Linked DNA regions of Mus musculus: region 1 is linked to region 2. The links are chromatin contacts, called in public promoter capture Hi-C maps. All regions are on one chromosome and are shown on one strand. Each heading gives the region's core, a stretch centred on a gene start, on an enhancer-like site or on the middle of the called end of the contact. The rest is flanking DNA. Distances are from core to core; before and after follow the strand shown. Region 1 holds the start of Tnfrsf18 (tumor necrosis factor receptor superfamily, member 18). Region 2 holds the start of Mmp23 (matrix metallopeptidase 23).

The links. Promoter capture Hi-C pulls out the DNA fragments that hold promoters and counts their contacts.
Region 1: a contact with region 2 is called in a promoter capture Hi-C map of liver, with 2.3 times the contacts expected there. The contact joins the promoter of Tnfrsf18 here to the promoter of Mmp23 in region 2. A contact is called at or near these places in 2 of 39 promoter capture datasets (both in liver) and 1 of 484 Hi-C or Micro-C datasets (embryonic stem cells).

The regions. Positions count from the first base shown.
Region 1 is chr4:156,025,070-156,029,399 of GRCm38.p6, reverse strand. Tnfrsf18 (tumor necrosis factor receptor superfamily, member 18) reads right to left here and starts at 3,078. Exons shown (of 5, transcript NM_009400.3): 1 at 2,863-3,078; 2 at 1,962-2,084; 3 at 1,351-1,438; 4 at 977-1,179; 5 at 506-905. The coding sequence starts at 3,013. The coding sequence ends at 784. Gm16008 (predicted gene 16008) reads left to right here. Exons shown (of 5, transcript NR_169176.1): 2 at 846-925.
Region 2 is chr4:155,650,828-155,655,162 of GRCm38.p6, reverse strand. Mmp23 (matrix metallopeptidase 23) reads left to right here and starts at 1,779. Exons shown (of 8, transcript NM_011985.3): 1 at 1,779-2,135; 2 at 2,578-2,714; 3 at 2,802-2,941; 4 at 3,011-3,178; 5 at 3,568-3,732; 6 at 3,814-3,924; 7 at 4,030-4,156; 8 at 4,280-4,335. The coding sequence starts at 1,983. It overlaps Mib2 (mindbomb E3 ubiquitin protein ligase 2), which reads left to right. Exons shown (of 20, transcript NM_001369164.1): 19 at 1-58; 20 at 170-695. The coding sequence ends at 408.

The DNA.
Region 1 (4,330 bases), core at 1,829-4,328, 370 kb before region 2:
GCGCAATAAATACACATATAAATTTTAAAAAAGAGAAGCAAAGACAGGTATTCAGTATAGAGTATCACTTTCCGAAAGCCTCCTTAGCTTGATGGTCTCTACTAAGGGTTTGTGGCCAAGATTAACCTTGACTTGTGCCACCACTACCACCAAGAGGGAGCACTGAGGACAGGCCTCAGACGCTTTTCCCATTAAAATATTAAAGCTTTCATTACATTTATTTGTGTGGGCATGAATGTGTGTGTGTGTGTGTGTGTGTGTGTGTGTGTGTGTGTGTGTGTGTAGGCATGTGGGAAATCAGAGGATAATTTGTTGGCATTAGCAGAATCTCCTACTGTGGTTCCCAGAAATCCAACTCAATTCATCAGGCTTAGAGGCAGGAGGCTTTCTTTGTCTGCCAAGATATTTCACTCTGGAAATGACTGTGGGCATAGGATGACAAAGGGTGTCCCTCAATGCAACTCTGGGCTCCTTCCTTTCCTCCGTCCTTAGGACACAGCCACTCAGGTTACTAGACAAGTATTTATTCTTGTACAAGATCTTGTGCTAAACGTGGTGCTCTTGGTGGGCCCAAAGACCCTACTCCAACAGAGCTGTCAAATGAGAAAGGCAGCCATAGGGCCCAATCGTAACTCACCGCTCTCATACACCCACTTCCGCCACTGTTGAGGGGAGCAGGGCCAGGCCCAGGGAAGGGTGCAGAACATGGCCCCTGCTCTCACCAAGGGTATAGCTGGGCAAGTCTTGTAGCGTCTGGCTTGGGGCACAGAGGAAGACCAGGCCTCATGGCCACCGACCCCCCAGATGACACTTTTCTTCTGTCTGCTCCCCGCGTTCCTCCTCAGGGAACTGGAAGCTGCAAGCATCCTCAGCTGACAACTGCACCTCCGCGAATGGCTGGGTCTCTGTAGTAAAACTGCGTGCGGTAAGTGAGGGGCCTGAGACACATTTTCCCCTTCCCTGGGACACAACTGACCTCGAGGACACATGTGTTGCCTCCTCAGCTGCCATATGTGCAGGCCGAGCTGGACTGTGGTTAGGAAGAAAATGCATGCAGCCATGACCAGGAAGATGACAGTCAAATGGCCGTATTGCTCAGTGGGCAGTGGCTCCGGGATGCACACAGCATTGTGGGTCTTGTTCCCAGGGAACATGGTGAGAAATCCAAACTGAGAACAGCTGGGACACAGACAGACACTGTCAGGATTGGTTACCAAAGGGACCACACTAGAAGGACTGCTGTCCCCTAAGCCATTTGGGAGAAGAATGGGGGTTCTCTGGTGGTCACTGCAAGAAAGGGATAGGGGAGGCTTTCTTAGAACGGGCCTAGGCTACTCATCCAGGACTTACTTGGTCCAAAGTCTGCAGTGACCGTCACGACCTGCGGAGAAGGTGCCCATGGCACAGGCAACACACCGGAAGCCAAACACAATATCCCCTGTGGATAGACAGAATATTAGGACCCCTGAAGTTAATGAAGAAGGAGTCAGACAAGGGTCTATCTATTCACCAGGTCTAATGTCCACAGGTCTAGGGCCTGAATAAGCTATTGCTTACCATGTGTGCCTATTCTAGAACTGGCATGATACATTGGTCCCTATGAAGACGGACAGGATTGGTGGTAAGATCTGACCATAGTCAGAATAATAATAGTCTGAGAGCAGACCAGCACCTGGGCAGCTCCCCACAGCCTCTCACCAACATCCCTGAGAAGACATCCCCACCCTCACGATGGACCATTCCTGCCTAAGAAGAAGGGCTCGGGTACCCAGAGACCACTTGACCCACCTATCCCTTCTAGAATCTAGGATGTAGGTCTTTGCCTACCTAGAAGATGCACCCGTGAGAGCTCTATCTGCAAACATTCTTACATGTCTACACATGCTCACTGGGTATATCAGCTTGGCCCTAGGTCCAACTCATGATTGTCTGTGGCTTTTATCAGTCCCCTAGGAACATACCTTGAGACTCCACCCTCTGGCCTGGTTGGCAGGGGTAGTGCTTGCAGATCTTGCACTGAGGGTCTCCACAGTGGTACTCAGGTGTGACACATATGCACCTTTCTTTTGGACAGTCCTCCTTGCCTGGACAAGAATAAGAGCCTCAGCCATTAGACAGAGCCCCTTCTCCAGAGCTTCTACTGATCCTTCAAGTATTTAGGGTGCTATGGCTCCATTCTCAATCAACCCCAATTGCAAGACCCTAAGCTTTGTCTAGTTCACTGTTTCATTTCAGTTGGCTGACAGCTAGCATATATACCTCCCACTGCTCTAAAGTTGTGGTTTCGTAAGTTCCATTGGATGTGGGAGTCACCTGGGGCTTCCTATGGGCCCTGGGCCCATGCTGCCCCATTCTCACCCCATATTGCCCCTCAAGGGACTAGAACAACCTCATCAGCTGCCTTCACTGATATCCACATCTCTATCTCAGAGACATGGGGCTTCAGAGCTGCCCCTTTCTATACCAGAAGTGTGGCAAGGTGAGGTGCTGAGATATTCTTCTTTGGTCCACAGACTGTCCTACACCTACAATTGTAAGTCACAGTCAGTGGACAAACCAGAGGAAATGTTGAGACTCCAACCCAGACAAAGAGTATCTTCAGTGATGGCTAAGGTTTGGTCCACCTAACAGATGGTCCTCTTTCATCTTGGATCCCCAATCCTTCTTCAGGGAGAAGTTCCCAGCCTCTTTTGCCTCTGCTCCCACATTCTGAGAGGAAGTTGTCCCTCTACCTCCTTATCAGAGCTCCAGACTCAAAGATTTACCTACCAACTCACATGTGCCCTGTGCCCAGCCTCCTCATATGAGTGTCGGGAAGGGCGCTGCTCTACAGCCTGAGTCCCACTCTCCTCCTTGCCTTACCTGGAGCATACAGGCTGCAGCAGCGAGTGTTGTTGCCACTTCCGTTCTGAACCTTGCCAGGGCCACAGCCAGGCTCCTCAACTACACTCGGCTGACCTAGGTCCAGCACACAGAGCATCGAGACTCCATACAGCATGGCCCATGCCCCCATAGTGCTTCTCCTGAGTCTTCTGTCGGCTGATTTCAGGAGTTCCCGCTCCAACTTGCCTTGTCTCTGCCTCTGCCTCTGTCCCCACCCCTCAGACTGGGCTTCAGGCCAGCTCCACCTCCAGTTTCCGGCAGACATCTGAGGTGTTTGTAAAGGCCTTCTGTGAAGTGTAGAGCAGAGCTATCCCCTTTCTGGACATCTCCTAACCCCTACATGCCTCTCCCAACTCCAGCAAACTCGCCCTGGCTAGGCTACAGAGGAAAAGGATGCCCATTCACATGTGCCACTGCTGCCACCTGTGGGCACCCCTTATTGTATAAAACTACCCCCTTCCCCCTTCTGCCCCAGGAAGTTCCTCTAAGCCTGGGAAACTAGGAGAGCCAGCGAGAGGAGTCCAGAGCACACACCATGCCTCGTTAAGAAGATCATCATAAAGTAGGTATTCCTAGCAAGTACATGAAGCCATGGGCGGTGTGGCCTGCCCAGGTCTAGCCTTGGCAGTTCCAGCTTGGCTCTCCCTGGAGCCACTTTTGTTCACTTCCTCACACAATTTTAGACAACAAGAAAGGAGTCCCAGATACAGGTGAGCCTCATTTTCTTGAACATGGCCAGCATGGCTCTGACAGGCCTTGCCCTTCTCTTCCATTCTCTCTGACTGGCTAGATTACACCCCTAAACTCAGGGTTACCTGCCCACCAAGGTCTTTTCTCTTATTTGGCCATTTCCTCCTCCGGAGGCTGACTGCCAAGGTTCCGCTATCAAAGTATTGAAGTCCAGCAATCAAAAAACCCCTTTGGTTCAACTAATTAACATGCCCAATTAAAATATACCACTGCATCCTAATCCATTCTAACACAGGCCTCCCCTTTTTCTCTTCTTAAAAATTGCATGTGAAGCCGGGTGTGGTGGCGCTCGCCTTTAATCCCAGCACTCGGGAGGCAGAGGCAGGCAGATTTCTGAGTTCGAGGCCAGCCTGGTCTACAGAGTGAGTTCCAGGACAGCCAGGGCTACACAGAGAAACCCTTTCTCAAAAAACAAACAAACAAACAAACAAACAAAAATTACATGTGAAAGGTCATTTGCTGCTGTTTTTGTGCCTGAGTCAGAAAACAACCACTTTAACTTTTCTTCCCTGCTTAGTAAAGAATCTCTCTGTGAGAACAGGTGTTTGTGTGTAGTTTGTGCCTAATCTGGGGTCTGAAAGAGAGCCAATGCTGTGCTGGGAGTCTCCTAACAGCTTCTTCGTGTGGCCACTGACGGTTCTGGAACCCTGCCTCTGTCAGGAGTCCTCTGCTGTACTCAGCCTTACTTCCCACATCT
Region 2 (4,335 bases), core at 530-3,029:
CGAAGGATGAAGAAGTGTATCAGGTGCCAGGTGGTCATCAGCAAGAAGCTCCGCCCAGGTGGGTAGGGTGGGGCTCGGCCCCGCCCCTCCTCGTCCTGTGGCGTGCTCACCGGCCTGCACCTAATCTCCACGCCTTCTGTTGCTGATTCCCACTCACCTCATCCCACAGACGGCTCAGAGGTGGTAAATGCCATCCAGGTGCCCGGCCCGCCTCGGCAACTGGTGGAGGAGCTACAGAGCCGCTACAGGCAGATGGAGGAGCGCATCACCTGCCCCATCTGCATCGACAGCCACATCCGCCTGGTGTTCCAGTGCGGCCATGGAGCGTGCGCGCCCTGTGGCGCCGCGCTTAACGCCTGCCCCATCTGCCGCCAGCCCATCCGCGACCGCATTCAGATCTTCGTGTGAGCGCACTCCACACGCCGTGGCTGATCGCAGACCTTCCTTCAAAACCCCTGTATTTTATAAAAAGATTATCGGACTTTGCTTCCTGTTCCTTGCCTAAGGGTGTTGGGCAGGCCCCAGAGATCCTCACCGCCCCTCCCCCGCTGCCCAGGCCCCACCCCACGCCCCGCCCGGCATCAGGCTCCAGACTGCCTGGAGATCAGGAACGCTCTGGATGAGGATGCAGCCCGCCAAAAGTGCGCGCTGGCTTTGGTTTGACACAAGATGGTCCGTCCGGAAACTCCAAAAGGCTCACGTGGCTTTTCTATCGCCCCTATAAGAGGGCCACCCCCCTTTGCTCTTCCCCTTGCCTATTACTCCCTCCGCCCCTCTGGGGCAGGACTTGAACTGTGAAGGTTTTGGTCAAAGCAACACGACTTAGAGAGGGTCCTGGCTAGGAGGGAGTTGGGTTGGAAGCCGCCAAGCTCTTGACAGTTACGTTGGGGCTGAGTGAAGAAGCAAGAGAGGGTCCGTCCACTTGTTGGAACAAACACTTAGTAAGGAAGGGAGGGGGCAGATGGCTGACCCTTTTCAAGAACTTCCAGCGCAGCTATTACGGGCCACAGGGCACTCCAGCTGCTTGGCTCTGACTCTGCTGGCCAAGTACATTGTTGCTGTCACCTAGGGTCCAAGGTCGGAGTGGAAGACTGGGAGGGAGAAAACCCCGGCTCCTGCGCCTGCTCTCACCCACCCACAGTCAGCTCCGTCCCGTCCCGGGATCGCAGCTGTGCCTGGCATAATTTCGGTTGCCATGCCGCGTTCATTCGGTACCCACCCAGCACAGCCATCAGCTGCCGGGTCTAGCTTTCAGGCCTTGGACCATAGCTCCTGCCTCCTAACCCTACCGCGCCAGACCACCACACTCAGTTCCTGACTCAGTTGCCTTAATCCCCTCTCCTCTGAGGCAGGGATTCCAGGTGCTGGCACCTTCCCCAAACTTCCTGCACTGGACCAACGAGAGCACCCTCTGGTTAAAGCAGTTGCCCTAAGGACTCCCGCTGGTCTCCTTGTCTTTCCTGAGGCATCTTTCCTCTCTGCTCGCTCAGCCACCCTGCTCTCATTGCCACGTCCCCTCGCTCTGCGCTCCCCTCTGGCGGGTATGCTCCTTACACTCAGTCACTGCGGTCCAGGACCGAGGCTTCCCTCCCAAATTTCATTGTGGTACCAGAGGGTTGAGGGGGGAAGCCAAATGTCATTCAACTCCGACCAGTGGGTGCGGGGAGCAATTGATGCCCCTACCCCAAATCTGAGCCCCGGCGCCTCGCGTTCTGACAGACCCCCCGACACTGTAGGGTGTGTTCTGGCCTCTGCCGCCGACCCTTCGGCCTGGTTCCTGGAATCGCACCGGGGGATGCGGACGGTTCCAGACTTAACGAGTCGGTTCCTTATTTGAGCCAGCGCAGCCGGGTCCTCTCTTCACCATAGGGCTGTAACTCGAGCCGTCCGCCGCCCATCCCCTTCCCACTCCGCCCCAGCTCTGCGATCCAGGTCCCTACGTCGCGCGGCCCCTTGTGGCCCTAACCCGACTGGAGTCTGCCATGGGCTGCCGGGCCTGTCTCCGTCCGGAGGCGTCCGGCGCGGTACAGGGCCGCTGGTTGGGGGCTGCCCTGAGCGGGTTGTGCCTTCTCTCCGCGTTGGCGTTGCTGGAGTGGCTAGGGGCGCCGACCGAGACCGCCTGGAGGGCAGCTCAGGTGAGAGGACGAAAGGCTAGTAAGTGCGAGGAGCGGGTCAGCATCTGAGGGTGTATCAGTGGGGCCCGCGTGTGAGGGGCTTTGTGGGATGGCATGTGAGTGCCTGGTTCCGAGAATCTTGGGTCATTGTGTCCAGCGGCCGCTGGAGGTGGGAGACCGCATCCATCCCCAACTCTGCCCATTCCCAATAGGTTTTGTTTTGTTTTCCCGAGCCAAGATTTCATTGTGTAGCCCGGGCTGACTTCTGTAGACCATCTGCCTCTGCGCTCAGAGATTAAAGGCATGCGCCACCATGGCTGGCTCAACTCCTAAAGCCCAAAACCTAATAGAGGGCTCATCCACAGCTTCCTCTATCCCGTTGCCTAAAGTCTGCTTCTGATAACAACTCTCGGGCACTAGAGACTTTCCTCTGGCCTCCTCACATTCACTTCTCCCTATGAAGGGAAATGTAGATGCGCCAAATGTGGGCAGCTCCACTGCCCAGGTACCCAGACTGTTGACCATGTCGGTAACCCGAAGACGCCGCTACACGCTGACACCGGCCAGGCTGCGCTGGGACCACTTCAACCTCACATACAGGTGCCACCTGGACCAGCGAGGAGGGTGGTCAGGTCATAACTCAGACACCAACACTGACTCTAACATCACCGCCGCCCTCCACCACAGAGTTCTTTCCTTCCCCCGGAATCTTTTAAGCCCGGAAGAGACGCGAAGGGGCCTGGCTGCTGCCTTTCGAATGTGGAGTGATGTTTCCCCATTCAGTTTCCGTGAGGTGGCCCCTGAACGTCCCAGTGACCTCAAGATAGGTGGGTAACTGAAGAGCTCCCGACCGCGCCCAGCCTCGCAGGTATTATTGCAGCCTTGTGTTTTCTTAGGTTTCTACCCAGTCAACCACACCGACTGCTTGGTCTCTGCAGTGCACCACTGCTTTGATGGTCCCACAGGTGAACTGGCCCACGCTTTCTTCCCACCCCACGGTGGCATTCACTTTGATGACAGCGAGTACTGGGTCTTGGGCCCCACACGCTACAGTTGGAAGAAAGGTGACCCAACTCCTTAGTCTGTCCTTCTGGGGGTGTCATTCTCTCCTCTGTGTGGACTACAAAAGGGTTTGAGGCAGGAAGGGTTTCCTGGGGCTTTCCTGGGGCTGAGTATTAGGGTCAAGCAATCAAGGAAGAGGAACACTGGGTCTCACAGGCCTGAGTCGTTGTCCCCGCCTCCACTCCTCCTCCCCCACATGCCACAGAAGAGGGAGTTGGAGTTGCATTCCTGAAGGCCAAGCTCACAGCCTAGGCTGGGGAAACATACTTATCTTCCTTGGCTGTGGGTTAAGGGTGGCTTGCGGCTGAGGCCCAGCATCAGTGCTGGGCCTCCTGGAGCAAGACTGGGAGTGGAGGGGCTGAGGGCTCCCTACTAAGCCATTGGCCCACAGGTGTTTGGCTCACAAACCTGGTGCACGTGGCAGCCCATGAGATTGGCCATGCACTGGGCCTGATGCACTCACAGCAAGATCAGGCGCTCATGCACCTCAATGCCACATTGCGAGGCTGGAAGGCACTGTCCCAGGATGAACTGTGGGGGTTACACCGACTCTATGGTGGGTGCAGGGGGGCAGGTGGGTAGGTGGATGAGCGGTGGGGCTCTGGGCAAGCCCTAAGCCAGGTTGCCTTCCTGTTAGGCTGCCTGGACCGGATTTTTGTGTGTGCATCCTGGGCACGAAAGGGATTTTGTGATGTCCGCCAGAGGCTCATGAAGAGGCTCTGCCCCAGAAGCTGTGATTTCTGTTATGGTGACTAAGGCTCAGATGGGGTTGGTGTGGGTCTCTGAGCTGCATCTTGGGCCTGGTTCGATGGGGGCTAGCACTGACTTCTCATTTCACCATTCTCTTGAGTAGAATTCCCATTTCCCACGGTGGCCACCACCACATCACCCACCAGAACGAAAACAAGGTTGGTGAGAGAGGGTAGGAACATGACCTTCCACTGTGGACAGAAGATCCTACACAAGAAAGGGAAAGTATAGTGAGTAGCCAGCACTGGGCAGGCTTGGGGCTTGGGGCTCCCTGGGATACCCTTGGTGTGCATATCCTGGGGCCCTTGGCATGGGCAGGGCAGGCAAGGCATGCAGGAACCTAACCTCTGCAGCTGGTACAAGGACCAGGAACCCCTGGAGTTCTCCTACCCTGGCTATCTGGCCCTGG